2 separate regions of the Sus scrofa genome follow, and region 1 is linked to region 2. Evidence: chromatin contacts called from public HiChIP or PLAC-seq data. All regions are on one chromosome and are shown on one strand. The core of a region is the stretch at or near the end of the contact, and the rest is flanking DNA. Distances in the headings are between cores, read along the strand shown.

Region 1 (2,700 bases), core at 53-2,552, 330 kb before region 2:
TTCCGCCTGGCTCTCAGAGAGGGCGCCACAAAGGTGGAACTTGCTCGGAGCAGCAGAGGCGGAGGAAGAACACGAGGAGAAGACCAGCCACGAGCCAGAGAGAGAGGCCAGTATGGCACGAGGGTGAGGGGAGCCACAAGGAGTCTCACGGGGGCAGGTGGAATCTTGGTCTGCAGTCCGCTGCGGGGGCAGTTGCTTGAGACACGGCGCCTGCCAGAACCTGTTTCTTGCCTCCCCTGACAGGTACACCCTCCACTGGGGACCTGGGGACGGGAAGGTACTGGAGCACGCGGACCAGGGAGGGCTTGCGATGGATCCTGGGAGCAGAGGGAATGCCGCCCAACCTGACCCAGCTCCTTCCTCTCTGGCGGGACAGCGGTGAATCACAAGACACAGAGCCCCAGCTCAAAGGGCCGTTCTCCTCCGGACCTGGCTTGATGCCCTGGCGGCTGTGTGCTGTGGAGGCAGGGGATTGACCTCTCTGAGGGAAGTGAGTGCGCTGCGATGCATGTGCACAGGTGCTATGGCCTCTTAGCGTTCTTAGGGTCATGTCCTCCTCTTCGAAGAGGACCAGGGAAGAAGCAGCCACACGGCAAGGATGAGACGGTGGGAAAGCTGCCCTCTCCACAGCACCTTTAATAATTAAGACTAGACCTGCAGGCCCCATTCCCGAATCACTCAATCATTTCAGAGGCTGGACAGCACATCTCCTTCATCCATTTGAGGCTCATCATTCAGTGACCAGGGAACTATTAACCAGTCATGAAGGGCCCCCGGAACATTCATCTCTGACAAGCTCTGACACAAGATATATAACCAGATCCAAATACAGCCCAGATTCCTTTAGGAATGCATATGCATACTAAGGCTTTCCTCTGGAGAGAGGGTTTAATTTTTTTTTTTTTTTTTTTTGGCTATGCTCACAGCAGGCAGAAGTTCTTGGGCCAGGAATAGCACCTGGCCCCACTGCAGTGACCTGAGCCACAGCAGTGACAACTCTGGATCCTTAACCTGCTGGGCCACCAGGGAAGTCCCGTAATTGTTATATCATACAGATATAATTCCTAAACAAGAAAGAGAATGCATGGCAAGCCGCTCCCAGGGCAGGCGGGCGGGCAGGCGGGCACGCATGGAGGTACTGACAGCAATTTATCCAGTTTCTCAAGAGCCTGCTCTGACTCTTGCAGTTCTGGTTCTGCACTAACCACAGAAAGGCTGGAGGCCAGCTAAGGCCTCTCTGCTATTTTTGCTGGGGCTCCTGTTATCCTTGATAACCCTTCCAGAGAAAAGCCTGCCCAGTCACCTGTCCTCTCCCCTGCCTGGATTTAATCCTCAGGTCAGTCGCGCGAGGCTGGTATTATAACGCCCTTTCTACAGTTGCAGAGATTAGTCCTTGATTGGCTGGTCAAGTGGCAGTGCTGGTTCTAACCCAGATTGGTCTAAATCCAGGGCCAGGCTCCTAACCACTAAACCGCAGAGCACAGAAAATAATTACTTTGGGAAATGATACAGGCATAAAGTACGAATGGATTCAGAAAGGATCTGGACACATTTGCAAATCATAGTGACAGAAACAGAAGTTAGAAGGACATTTCACATTCACAGGCACCATCAGGGAAACTGACAGACCCTCCCTTGGCAGGTGTCTGGGGTCTCTGTCAATGGAAGCTCTTCTCCTTGTGCTCCTTCAATTAGGAATTAATATACCAGCCAGAGCAGGGGTTGTGAAGCTTTTCATTACAATGGCAGTTTCACTGTAATGTAACTTTTCATTACAACTACATCTAGTGAAAGAAAACTGAAGTTCTTCTGCAATGCAAATACCGCAATGTCTTTACAAAAACTTGTTGTTTGAAAGATAACTACATTTAAAGGCATCAGTTGTACACTACAACTCTGATCTATGATCTTAGTAACATTAAGACAAGCAATACATCAAGGATCTCTTCCTTCGCTTGAGTAAGGAGGAGAAGGAGGAAGCGCTATTGTTTACAGAGCCCTTTAAAAGTTCCAGATCTAGTTTGGAAAAGTGGTTAACCCCTAACCCATTTCATACTCACAGTGTCTCTATGAAAGGGAACTATCAATGTCTCCATCATAAGGAAACACTGACTCACCTAGCTGTACCACCTGGCCAGGCCAGGCCTTGAACCCAGGCAGTCTGGCTCAGACCACAGGCTTTTAATCGACTTTCCCCAAACCGTATAGTCAAATGAATTTCTAATAAAAATGAAGATTCTTCTTCCATTACAGAACTATTACAACATGTTATCATAATATGTATCCTCTCTCTGAATGGAAGTCACCTTGAGATAAACCTCTTCAGGTCAAGCATTAAAAAATGCATTATGATAAAATAAGATCTAGAATAAATGCAAACAGTAATTTCCTTTTTAGGGTAAACCCTATGGCAATGACAGCAATTACAAACAGATACTAACAGAGTGGCTTACATGCCTGCCATTGTACACAAAGTTGATAAAATTCCACTGTCATTAAGAGGGCTTGAAATGAGAGTTGCTTTTCTAGGATAGACCATAAATTCCTGCTGATTCATTTATAGAGTCAGTCCTTCACTACCGTCCAAGATTAATGGTCATGAATTTGCAAGGTGGCTGGTCAGGATTTGGAAATTCTATGACCGTTCCAGAAACCCTTCCCCATTTAGTATGGCTGCTCCAGATATTGAACAATTGGCCA
Region 2 (2,700 bases), core at 88-2,587:
GGACTGGATGGGTAGGGTATATAGAACTGGCCAATATGATAACAATAGTTAAGATCCTGGTCTGGCTTCAGTGAGCCCAAGCTCGGCTTCTGACTCTGCAAGTCCCTGAGGCTCTCTAAGCCTCAGTTTCCTTGGCTGTAAGGTGGAACCAAGAATAGCACCTCTCTATGTAAATTGGTGTGCCATTATGGAGAACAGAAAGTTCCTGAAAAAACTAAAAATAGAGTTGCCATTTGATCCAGCAATCCCACTCCTGGGCATACATCCAGACAAAATTATAATTCAAAAAGATACATGCATCTCTATGTTCACAGCAGCACTATTTACAAAAGCCAGGACAAAGAAGCAACCTAAGTGTCCACTGTCAGATGAATGCATAAAGAAGGTGTGGTGTATACACACAATGGAATATTACTTTCCCATAAAAAGAATAAAATAATGCCATTTGCAGCAACATGGATGGACCTAGAGATTATCATACTAAGTGAAGTCAGAAAAAGAAAGACAAATGCCATATATCACTTACATGTGGAATCTAAAATATGACATAAATGAACTTATCTACAAAACAGAAACAGACTCAAAGACATAGAGAATAGACTTGTGGTTGCTAAGAGGGTGGGTCAGGGAGGGATGGAGCGGGAGTTTGGGATTAGAGGCATCAACTATTATACACAGAATGTATAAGCAACAAGGTCCTACTGTACAATACAGGGAACTGTATTCAGTGTCCTGTGATAAACCATAATGGAAAAAGAAATAGAACCTCCCTCATAAGAATGTTGTATGGAAGAAATGAACTGATGCTTTTAAAAACCAAAACTAAAAACTAGCACAAGGGAAGCCCTCAGTAATGGGAGCCCTTGTCTTTCATGAGATGAATCATGAAGGCTGTGAGGGGTTGGTTAAGGCTAGAAGAGTCTGTCCAGTGATTTACGGAGCTGGAGTGGGGGAGCTCTGAGATGAGCCTGGTCAGCACGTTGGCTCAGGGGTGCTGTATAAAAGTCTGGGCCTTTTATGTTTTTCCCTCCCCACCTCCCACCCCCAACCAGAACCTCCTCTGCCTCTTCTGCAGCTGCCACTCCCGGATTACTTTTGAGCCACTAAAAGTGTAGACCCCTGGGGCTAACACCCTGGGAAAATCCTGCCTCCATCCTCTCCCATGTCTCATTTGAAGGTTGGCTGAAGGGCTGACTTACAACACTTAAAAAAAAAAAAAAAAACCCAGAAAATCCACTTAATGCCCTTGGTTTCCCACGAACTAGTGGTGGAGCAGTCGCATTTGCACAAAACAGCATGTACTAAAATAGGCAGTTTGAAATATTCCTGGCAGATGGTGCTAAATATAGACACAGTGACAGATTGGCCCCACAGTGCAGCTCTTCTCCCGAGCTTTAAGAGTGTGCTGGAGCCAAGAAGCTTCTCTTTTCCAGAAGACTGTGGCAACAGCCCCAGGATCTCACCATTCCAGAGAGCTGCTAAGACTTAGAGAAGGGAGGTACCTAGGAGTGAACACAGGTACCATGATAAGAGGTTCCCAAATTCCACAAGTGCTGGAATGGAAAAAAAAATGCAGAGAAATTCTGATGAACTGGAATTGATTTATTGGTCTTTCTGAAGGATCAACTACTCTCCCAAGAAGTGTCTTCCATGAGCAAAAAATCAAATGGAAGTAGAGGCAGTAGAGTACAACGGTAAAGGCTCTGGTTTGAACCCTTGTTTTGCTCCTTACTGGTCATGTGAGCTTGGTTAAGGTATTTAACCTTTCACTGCCTCGGTTTTTTCATATGCAAAATGGGATAATAATAATAATAATAATACCCATCTCATGTGAAGATTAACGAACATAAGGTATATAAAGGCCATGCACAGTGCCTGGTACAGAATAACTATTGCTTGGATGGTGGCTATTTTACTTAATGGACTAAGGAGAGAGGTACCTAAAATGGCTAAAGGCTTTGAGGCTTGGAAGAATATTTTGGATAAAAACCAAGCTGAAATTAAAAATAAAGTCAGGTTGCAAACACTTAAATAGTTTTTTTGTTTTTTGTTTTTTTGCCTTTTTGCCTTTTCTTGAGCCGCTCCTGCGGCATATGGAGGTTCCCAGGCTAGGGGTCTAATCGGAGCTGGAGCCACTGGCCTATGCCAGAGCCACAGCAACGTGGGATCAGTTCACAGCAATGCCAGATCCTTAACCCACTGAGCAAGGCCAGGGATCAAACCCTCAACCTCATGGTTCCTAGTCGGATTCATTAACCACTGAGCCACGATGGGACTCCTTAAATAGTTTCTATATTCACTAAGATTGTATTTGGAATGGGTGACGCCATAAACTGCTACCCAGTGGAAAGCAATCCCTGTGGGCTGGGTATTGGTGTGTGAAAAGCTGGCTTCTGTGGAAGGGAGAAGACACTTTGGAAGGGGCTCAGTCATTACCTTAAAAGAGAAGGCAAATCTCTCTTTTCATAACTGGTACGGACTAGGACTTTGAACACTGTTAAATTCACCATCTGACTTCCATACAGTAAAACTTTTAAAAACCAGGAGCATTGTCTCTTAAATTTTAATGACAGTACCTGCCAGTCTGTGGCAAGTGCAGTTAAGGGGCCTGCAAGTTGGTCCTGTGCTCTGGCTCTCTGCATGCATGTTGTGCTCCATTGCGGCTGTGTCTCTGGTTTCCTTCTATTCAATTCTGTTTTC

Evidence for each region. HiChIP or PLAC-seq counts read pairs in DNA pulled down with a chosen protein or histone mark.
Region 1: a contact with region 2 is called in an H3K27ac HiChIP or PLAC-seq map of skeletal muscle, with 2.9 times the contacts expected there. The contact joins two enhancer-like sites. A contact is called at or near these places in 1 of 47 Hi-C or Micro-C datasets (fibroblasts) and 1 of 2 datasets of contacts at active chromatin or transcription factors (skeletal muscle).

The regions. Positions count from the first base shown.
Region 1 is chr9:125,723,178-125,725,877 of Sscrofa11.1, reverse strand. The region is part of intron 2 of C9H1orf21; the gene reads right to left. Among named protein-coding and RNA genes, the nearest start is that of C9H1orf21, 110 kb to the right of the region's middle. Within about 2 kb of position 1,302, at least 5 of the 83 cell types and tissues checked have an H3K27ac peak or open chromatin away from gene starts, as enhancers often do. A contact at or near this core is called in skeletal muscle, where this site is marked.
Region 2 is chr9:125,392,273-125,394,972 of Sscrofa11.1, reverse strand. All of the region lies in intron 8 of TSEN15 (tRNA-splicing endonuclease subunit Sen15), which reads right to left. Among named protein-coding and RNA genes, the nearest start is that of TSEN15, 93 kb to the right of the region's middle. Within about 2 kb of position 1,337, at least 16 of the 83 cell types and tissues checked have an H3K27ac peak or open chromatin away from gene starts, as enhancers often do. A contact at or near this core is called in skeletal muscle, where this site is marked.